2 separate regions of the Capsicum annuum genome follow, and region 1 is linked to region 2. The links are chromatin contacts, called in public Hi-C maps. All regions are on one chromosome and are shown on one strand. The core of a region is the stretch at or near the end of the contact, and the rest is flanking DNA. Distances in the headings are between cores, read along the strand shown.

The links. A called contact is a pair of places that touch in the nucleus more often than the background predicts.
Region 1: a Hi-C map of bud shows a contact between it and region 2, with 3 times the contacts expected there. The contact joins the promoter of LOC107869755 here to the enhancer-like site in region 2. A contact is called at or near these places in 3 of 5 Hi-C or Micro-C datasets (bud, leaf and placenta).

What each region holds. Positions count from the first base shown.
Region 1 is chr1:21,598,447-21,603,127 of UCD10Xv1.1, reverse strand. LOC107869755 (4-coumarate--CoA ligase-like 6) reads left to right here and starts at 2,807. Exons shown (of 6, transcript XM_016716205.2): 1 at 2,807-4,402. The coding sequence starts at 3,308.
Region 2 is chr1:21,562,321-21,567,009 of UCD10Xv1.1, reverse strand. It overlaps LOC107868648. Among protein-coding and RNA genes, the nearest start is that of LOC107853408, 7.3 kb to the right of the region's middle. Within about 2 kb of position 2,934, at least 4 of the 5 cell types and tissues checked have an H3K27ac peak or open chromatin away from gene starts, as enhancers often do. A contact at or near this core is called in bud and leaf, where this site is marked.

The sequences.
Region 1 (4,681 bases), core at 1,558-4,057, 36 kb before region 2:
TAGAAGGTTTTTCCAATTTTATTGATCTTTAAATAGTTTCTTTTTACATAACCAAAAAAATTACTATTAAAAAATATTATTATTTTTTAAAGATATTTATTAAGAATAAGTTAATTAAAAACTTTTATTTTCTGAAGAGTATCTTAAGGGGTATGCCCAAGCTAAAAACATCACTCGTTTAGAAATAAAGAGAGTAAAAGTAAGTTACTCCTTCCGTTCAATAATATTTATTCACTATTAACTTGATAAACAAATAAAAAAATAATAAATAATAAAGGTAATTTACTATATAACTCTTTTAATATAATAAATATATTATTTTAAAAAATGCATTGAATAGTAAATAATATTTAATATCAAAAGTAAAATAGGTGTAAATGGATAAAGGAAAAAGGCATGTTTACCGCTTAAACTTGTGACGAAAATTTACTTTAGCCATTAAATTTAACCTGTAATTGTTTACCTCTTTTCTAAACTTTAAAATGTATTGTTTTGCTCCTTTAACAGCAGACGTGACAAATAAATAAATTAAAACACGTTTAAATTTTTAAAAAAGTATTAAAAAAAGTGGGGCCCACTTTATAATTTTCAGCCATTATTTTTTTCCTCTTCTTCCTCACCCCCTCTCCCCCACCCCCTCCTCCGATCTTCTTCTTCCTCATACCCCACCATCCCCATATCTTTTTCTTCCTCTATTTTACAACAAATAAACTTTTCAATGAAAATCAAGAATCAACAAATTAATTTAATTTTCGCACATCAAAATCGAAACAAAAAAAAATAAAGCTTATTAATTAGCCATGTAATTACTTCTAAACCAAAAGTACTTTTTATATGATTTTTTTAATGAAAATTTAACTTAAGAAAAATTCAAGAACCAAAAAAATAATGATAACAAATATTAATTATTAATTTAAAATAGAGAAAAAAAAAACAGAGTATAGAAGAAAGAAGAAGATAAAGAAGTTTGGGGTAGCGGGGAGAGGGGAGAGGGGTGCGGGGAAGGGAGGGATTAGAGACTTCGGGGGAATGCCGACTGGGGTTTTGTAGTGTGGAGGGGGGGAGGGGGGGCATTGGGATGGGAGGACTCAGCAACGTTGTGTGTGTGTGTGGTGCATGACACGGGCCCAACAAATATTTTAAAAAAATTATTTTAATTATTATGATTTATAATATTTTTTAAAAATATATAATAAATTTTTTTATAGATATTTTAAATTATTAATTATTGTAATTTATAATACTTTTTATATAATTTTCAAATAATATATATCGATCTCGTTGTTCAAACTTTTGTGGCATTGATAGTCAATTACATTTTTTAAATAATTTATGTTTTAAATTATTGTGATGTATAATATTTTTTCTTCTATTTCAATTTAAGTGTCATAAAGCTTATATGAACATAATAATTAATTATGGGCGATATACTAAAGTTACATCGAAGCATCGAAGTAGACATGTCTTAATGACCCACAACAACTAATTAGAAGTGATATAGAAAAATTACTATAAAAAATACTTGTGAAATTTTTTTGATTAACTTATCATTTTAAATTTATTTTACCTTTTCTATCAAATATTATTAATTGATACAATGTTTAAATGGTCACAATAATTAATTAGGAGTGACATAGTAAAATCATAATTGAAACAACGAAACAGACATGTCTTATTATAAGTGGTACAACAAAATTACTATACAAAAATACATGCGAAAAAAAATTAAATGGATCTCATATAAAACGTCAAGTAAATTTAACATTAAATATTATTAATTTTTTAATATTTAGATGACTTTATAATTAATTTTTAATATTTAGATGACTCATAATACTTAACTATAGGTGATACAGTCAAATTATCGGTGAAACAGTTGAAGCAAACAAGTCATAAATATCTATTTTATTTTTTTTATTAAATATTGTTAATTTTTATTAATTTTTAATACATAAATATCTTATAATAATCTATTAGAAATGGCATAATAAAATTATGGAGGAAGTAACTTATGAAGCAGGTAGGAGAAGTAGACATGTTGACGGAAACCTGCCTGTTTCTCCTTGCCATTCGCTCCTCTCTCTCTCTCTCTCTTTCTCTCTCTCTCTCTCTATATATATATATGCGAGTGTGATGCATTCTCCATAGTGAGAGTGGTATAATTTTTTGAGGATGGTAAAAAAAATTATATAAAAGTTGTTTAGGGGGTAAATAATTACAGGTTAAGTTTAATGGTTAAAGTAAACTTTCGTGATAAGTTTAGGGGGGTAAACATGCTTTTTTCCATGGATAAATTACCCGTTAATTTTTTAAATTCAACAAGTATTGTTGGATATTGATTTTCTTAAGTCATATGGATAATTAAAGATCAACAGAGACAAATACTAGGTGGACAGAATTATCTAATATCTATTGTTGGTGAAAAATGATAAGGTATCCAATAAAATTAATTGAGGTATGCAAGCTATTTCGAACACCAAGATTATAAAAAAAAACAAGTAAATATGCACCTAAGGTGTGTTAAAAACACTTTCTACTTTTTTTTTTATATATTTTTCAAAGAGATGCGATCAAGTTAAAAACATCACTTATTTAAAAATAAAGGCAACATACCATTCAAAATGGACAAAGAAATTATCCAATTAAGTAGGAGTCTTTAAGTTTTTTAAATTAGGTGGGAGAGATAATTTTTTTTTAAAGTTTTTTCGTCCGAATAACTTATTGCAATTGTAGAATAACTTTCGTAATTTTTTGACAACTTTACAAAGTTATTTAACAACTATCAAAGTTATTTAATAACTGTACAAAGTTGTGATAATTGATATAGTTGTCCAATAACTATTCCATTTGTTAAAACAGACGTATCTTTTTTTTTTAATAAATTTGTTGGAGCGACTTGTCCCCTTTTCTTTTCTTTAGTGGAGATTTGGTCCTTTGACTCATTTTTCTCATTCCAAATGTTGGTTTACAACTTATAAAGCAAGGCTTGTGGCTTCCATACTAATGTAATTTGAAGCAACTATTTGGGTAGCTTACAACAAAACACCAAGAAAATCATAATCAACAAAAAACAGTTGAATCCTACTCTTCCCAAGTTATTCCATAATGGTGACTAATCAATTTCTGTTATTAAATTTCCTAATTCAATCATCAAATTGCAAACATTCTTAGCAGTTTTTTTGCTATTATTACTACCTAATAAGCTAACAAATTTAACAATAGCTTTTTTGGTTCTATATAAATGCAATATGGGGTTTTCTTGATTTTGTGTACTAAGACTTATTAACCCCTTTTTCTTGTTATCAAAATGACAACTTTCTTGAAACCCCATTTTAACTCCAATTCCACTGAAGGTGAAAAAAAAGGTGGTAATGGTGAAGTTGAGAGAAACCCTTCTAAAATCCATTGGTACTGTGCTGAAACAGGTGTATATACCAGCAAACACCCTTCTGTAAAATTGCCAGAAGACCCTTTTCTTGATGTTGTTTCCTTCATTTTTTCTCATAAACATGGTGGGGTTTGTGCACTTGTGGACTCCATATCTGGTATTTCAGTTTCTTATGAAGAGCTTTATCCTATGGTTAAGTCTATGGCTAGTGGTTTACACAAAAGGGGTGTTGTAAAAGGTGATGTTGTTTTGATTCTCCTTCCAAATTCCATTTATTTTCCTGTTGTTTTGTTAGGTGCTTTGATCATTGGTGCTGTTGTAACTACTATGAATCCTTTAAGTAGTTTGTTAGAGATAAAGAAGCAAGTTCTTGATTGTGGTGTGAGTTTAGTATTTACTTGTAGTGATAAAGTTGATAAGTTGTGTACTTTAGATGTTCCTGTTATAGGGGTCCCTGAAATTTTGGTTTCTGGTTCAAATGGTGGTGAAAGTTCTGTTTTTTATGAGCTGGTTACATGTCATCCCAATTGGGATTTGAGGCCTAGAATAAGTCAGCAAGATACAGCAGTAATTCTGTACTCCTCTGGTACTACGGGTGCGAGTAAAGGCGTTGTTTTGACTCATGGGAATTTGATAGCAATGGTGGAACTTTTTGTGAGGTTTGAATCTTCTCAGTATGAATATTTGAGTACTGAGAATGTGTATTTGGCGATTGCGCCAATGTTTCATGTGTATGGGCTTTCTCTGTTTGCGATGGGGTTGTTGTCGTTGGGAACTACTATCGTTGTTATGAGAAAATTTGATGCTAATGAGATGGTGAAAGCTATTGAAACATATGGCGTTACTCATTTCCCCGCAGTCCCGCCTTTGCTAATAGCATTGACTAGAAAAGCAAAGGATGGTGCTTCGAGCAAACTGAAGAGCTTGAAACAGGTTTCATGCGGTGCAGCTCCCATAACCACGAAAACCATTGAAGACTTTGTTCACACTCTACCCAATGTTGATTTCATTCAGGTACGTCCCCTAGATCCTTGACTGTCAATTGGATGCATCTTACCATATACGTCAAGGTAGCTACCATTTTGGAAAGACAAAGTTGCTAGTTAGTTCAAAGTATAAATGTCTAATTACACTCTTTGATCTGCTTAACTTCCTTTTTTCATTTTTGTTCTATTTGATACGGATGAAATCATGTTACCTGCCCTCATCTTTTAAAGCATGCATTAGGAAAAAATTCTATAGGTCTGTATGATGTTTTAGCTCTAGGTATGACTCTAATCGAAGCTCTTTATC
Region 2 (4,689 bases), core at 1,685-4,184:
GGCTTTTATTGCATTTTAAGCTTAGAACTGTAAACATTGAGCATTTTTAACTGATGCTTTTCCTGCAGGTTAAGGCATATACCACACGAGTTGGTTCTGATCCTTTTCCAACAGAAATCATGGGCAAAGGTGGTGACCTCCTTCGTTTTGTTGGGCAGGAGTTTGGCACAACTACTGGACGTCCGCGTTGTTGTGGTTGACTAGACATAGTTGCGCTGAGATACTGTTGTCAAATAAATGGATTTGCTTCTCTAAACCTAACAAAGCTAGATGTGCTGTCAGATCTATGAGAAATTCAGTTGGGTGTTGGGTGTTACTGACAAGCATCCTCTATATTAAATTCCTTTCCTTCTGAACTTCCTCTTCTTCAGCAAATAATGGTAAGTTCCTTTTTTCTTTCTTTCTTCTTCAACATTCTTTTGCGTGATGATCTTGTGGTATTTGGAAGTACAAACTATTAGTTCCAACTTTCATGTGAATGTTTTGGGGAAACTGAGCCATGTATTCAGTTCGAATCATTGCAGTTTTTTGATGAGAAATTTTGGTGTTGAGTTGTCCGGATGAAAATGTTTGTTAAATGAGCAAACTTCAAAGAGTGTTGGTGCTTTGCTAATTTGGGAGCTGACAGAAAGAGCTATGCGCACCAGTCCTTAGCATTAGTGCGTTTACGCGTGCTTTTAACATTCGTTCTCTTATCCATTTTTTCGTTAAGCAATAAATAACTTATGATCTGATAAGCACTGGCAGCAGCATCTTGAGTTATTGGACCCTGTGTAAGAGTCATTCCAATTGAGTAGGGGAAGAGTCTCTTTCGAGCGAGATCCATTACCACGCCTAACTAAATGAAAGAAAGTAAGACTCAATGATGATGATGGATTGGTGGTTGCCTTTACTGGTAACCACATTTTTTTGATTTTGTGTTGTTCTTCTATTTCTTTTGGGTATTTGTTAACTTTTCTTGTTTTCGATTGTTTCTTGTCGGATTCTTAGGCATTCCTTTCTCAACTTGCTCTTCGATTGAAGGAGGCTTCCGTAGCTTTTAACAAATGGAAATATTAAGAATCGACACATACAAGCCTGCTTCAGTTTCAATTTCAAAAAAAACAAATACAAGCATGCCATCATATTCTCTTCCTACTCCAGCAGCTATTTTGATTACTATATAATAAGTGAGACTTTCGTCGTCTAGGGACATTCTTGAAATTTTCATTTTTAAGTGATGCTTCTACTGCTACTTTCAACCGTTAAAACACGTGTACTATCCATTAGTACGTGCCAATCTTTTTTTTTTTTATATACCCATAGAGGAGTTAAACCACCTCCCCCTTTTACTCTCCTTACAACAATCACTAGGTACAGTACGTCAAAAGGCAAATCTAGATCCATAATCAAGGTAAGAATGAATCATTTTTCCCACTGCTTTGATTTACTATCATCATGTTCAGTTTATGTTCATTTTTCTTTGGATGTTCATACAATTAGTAAGTTCCATTCAAATTGGATTTACTTTGAAGCTTATGTTAACTGTTACTGATTGCTGTTTTGGTGAGTTTTCCTCTTCTCTTTCTCGCATATATTACCTTTACGATCATTGGTATTCAATATATGCAAGAATTAATGTTTCATTTCATTTCGACTTTTTTTAAACATCAAAGGAAAATAACATAAAAGCAAAATGAAACCAGAGAAGAAACAACAACTAATAGCAATTAATAAAAGGAAAGAGCAGGAAGAAGATGCATCTACCAAGGAGTGAGACAGAGCCAGCAGAGAGTGAGAGATGAACAATAACAAACAATAGTATTGATGGTCGGACACGCTGAGTTGCCACACTTCTCTTGAAGTCACATTTTTCTTCTTGAACTATCTAATCCTTTCATATCATATGTCAAGAATGGTGTAGTTACTACAGTGACCGACTTGATGATTTCTGGTGTTGGAGGTTCCGTTGAGGTGTTGAACAACTATTAATATTTTTGCTGGTTAGCAGTTCTTATTCAAATCTATTGGTCTTTTATTTTGCTTGGAATTCAGTTCTATGGTAGTTGTTATGCAAATATTAAAAGCAACTGGCTGTTACTTTAAATTGTTGGAAATGTTGATCTACTTTCAAATTTTCAGTTTGAGTTTTCTTTATGACATGCTTCCATGGTGTTGAATCTTGATTTTTTTCCAGACACATCTGATGTTTGCAAATAGAACAAATAATTTGGGCATGTGGACGGGCACGGGCCATCTAGTACTGTATAGAAGAGTGTATAGAAGAGTGAGTACGGAGGACGATCAAGGGTAGTTTCGTCATTTCAAAAAAAGTCGACATTATTTAGCTTATGCTATAAGCTTTAAAATTTGTCCATAAACTTCTAATGGCAATAAAACCAAGCTTCTTTCAATCTATGTCAATTGTATCCTAAGTTGTAGATATCTTAGTGGACCCACAGTATCCATCACAATTCTCCACAACAGTGTCAGTGCTAAATAAATGATTGATCTATATTTAAGTAGAGTGTTTGTACGGTGAAAATACTATTCATTTCTATTCCTTTTTGTTTGGTGAAATTTTAATTTTATTTTATTCAAATAAAAATGTTCACAAGAAAGTAAAATTAATTTTTCCCTTACATTCGGGTGCTGTATCAAATAATTAATAGAGTAGGATAATAAAAATAAAAGAGACATCATTAATTAATAGAGTAGGATAATAAAAATAAAAGAGACATCATTACATCAGCACTATTCGCAAGTAATTTTAGATTTAAGTTTTTCACAATGTCCACATACATTTTCTAACTATAATTTGTTAAACTTTAAAAATTAAATTAGGTGATGAACTTTCTTCGTCATTTCAAAAAAAGTCTACATTATTAGCTTATGCTATAAGCTTTAAAATTTGTCCATAAACTTCTAATGACAATAAAATCAAGCTTCTTTCAACATATGTCAATTGTATCCTAAGTTGTAGAGTTTATAGTGGACCCACGATGTCCATCACAGTTCTCCACAAATGTTATGTCAGTGCTAAATAAATGATTGATCTATATTTAAGTAGAGTGTCTGTACGGTGAAAATACTATTCATTTCTATTCCCTTTTTGTTTGGTGAAATTTTAATTTTAATTTATTCAAATAAAAATGTTCACAAGAAAGTAAAATAAATTTTTACCCCACATTCGGGTGCTGTATATAATAATTAATAGAGTAGGATAATAAAAATAAAAGAGACATCATTACATTAAGGGGTCGTTGGTTTGAAAACAAGTTATACCGGGATTAGTTATGTTGGGATAAGTTGTGATGAGATAAGTTATACTGGGATTAGTTATGCTGAGATTATTTTTTATTGAGTGTTTGGTTTGTTGTATTTAAAGTAATATGCATGGTATAATTTTAGGAATAAATTGATTGATTACCAAAATACCCTCCATCTTATTTAACTTATATATATTCATTCTTAAAATTTTTTATTATTTTTTTAGAGAAATTAAAATATATAAATAAACATAATTTATATATTTTACAACCATTTTGAACGGTAAACTGTTCAAAATTTATTTATTTATGAATATAGTATACGTTAATTAAACATAATTTATGTGTGTGTGAGAATATCTTACGTTATATATTATGTTATATATAATTAAATTATATATAATTTAACATAATATATTATAATTAAATATATTAACATAATATATATATAATTAAACAAAATTAATGTATATATATTCATAATATTATACGTTATATATTACGTAATTATATATTACGTAATATATTATATTCATAATTAATGAAATATTATACGTTAATTAAACATAATTTATTATTTATGAATATATATATATATATATATATATATATATATATATATTACAATCAAACGTATAATATTATGAATATATAGACGGTAATTATGTTTAATTGTATATATATTGTGTTAATATATTTAATTATAATATATTATGTTAAATTACGTTAATTATATTTAATTATATATAATTTAATTATACATAACAATCCCAAGAGGGTATATTTTTGTTCTTGTATAATTTTATACCAAAGAAAAATAATTTCGGGATTGCTATCCCACTATTTGGGTGGACAACTTATAATTAGTCCCGGGATAAGTTATCCCAAATATTTACAACCAAACGAGTGAGTTACATTTTTATCCCGGGATTATTATTTTATCTCGGGATTATTGACTCTAGTCTCACAAACCAAACGGCCCCTAACACTATTCTCAAGTAATTTTAGATATAAGCTTTTCACAATGTCCACATATATTTTTTAAAATATAATTTGTTAAACTTTAAAAAGTAAATTAGGTGATGAACTTTCTTCATATTTTATAATGATACTACAATCTATATACTAATTGATGTGGAATTTAATTTAAGTAACATACAATGTGAAGTACTTTCTGTATCCATCTTTACTTATTTATTTTGACTTATTATATTTTTTTAAGAAATAATAAATAAAAAAATATTTTTACTATATTATCCATATTAATTATAAGTCATCTAAGCGTTGAAAAATGAAGAGTATTTGATAATAAATATTCACAAAATGATAAGTTATCTCTTAATTATTCAAAATGGACCAATAAAATTGAATAATTATTTTTAATATAGTAACCAAATAAAAATGAACGGAGGGAGTAAAAAACTTTTTATTATCATGTTAT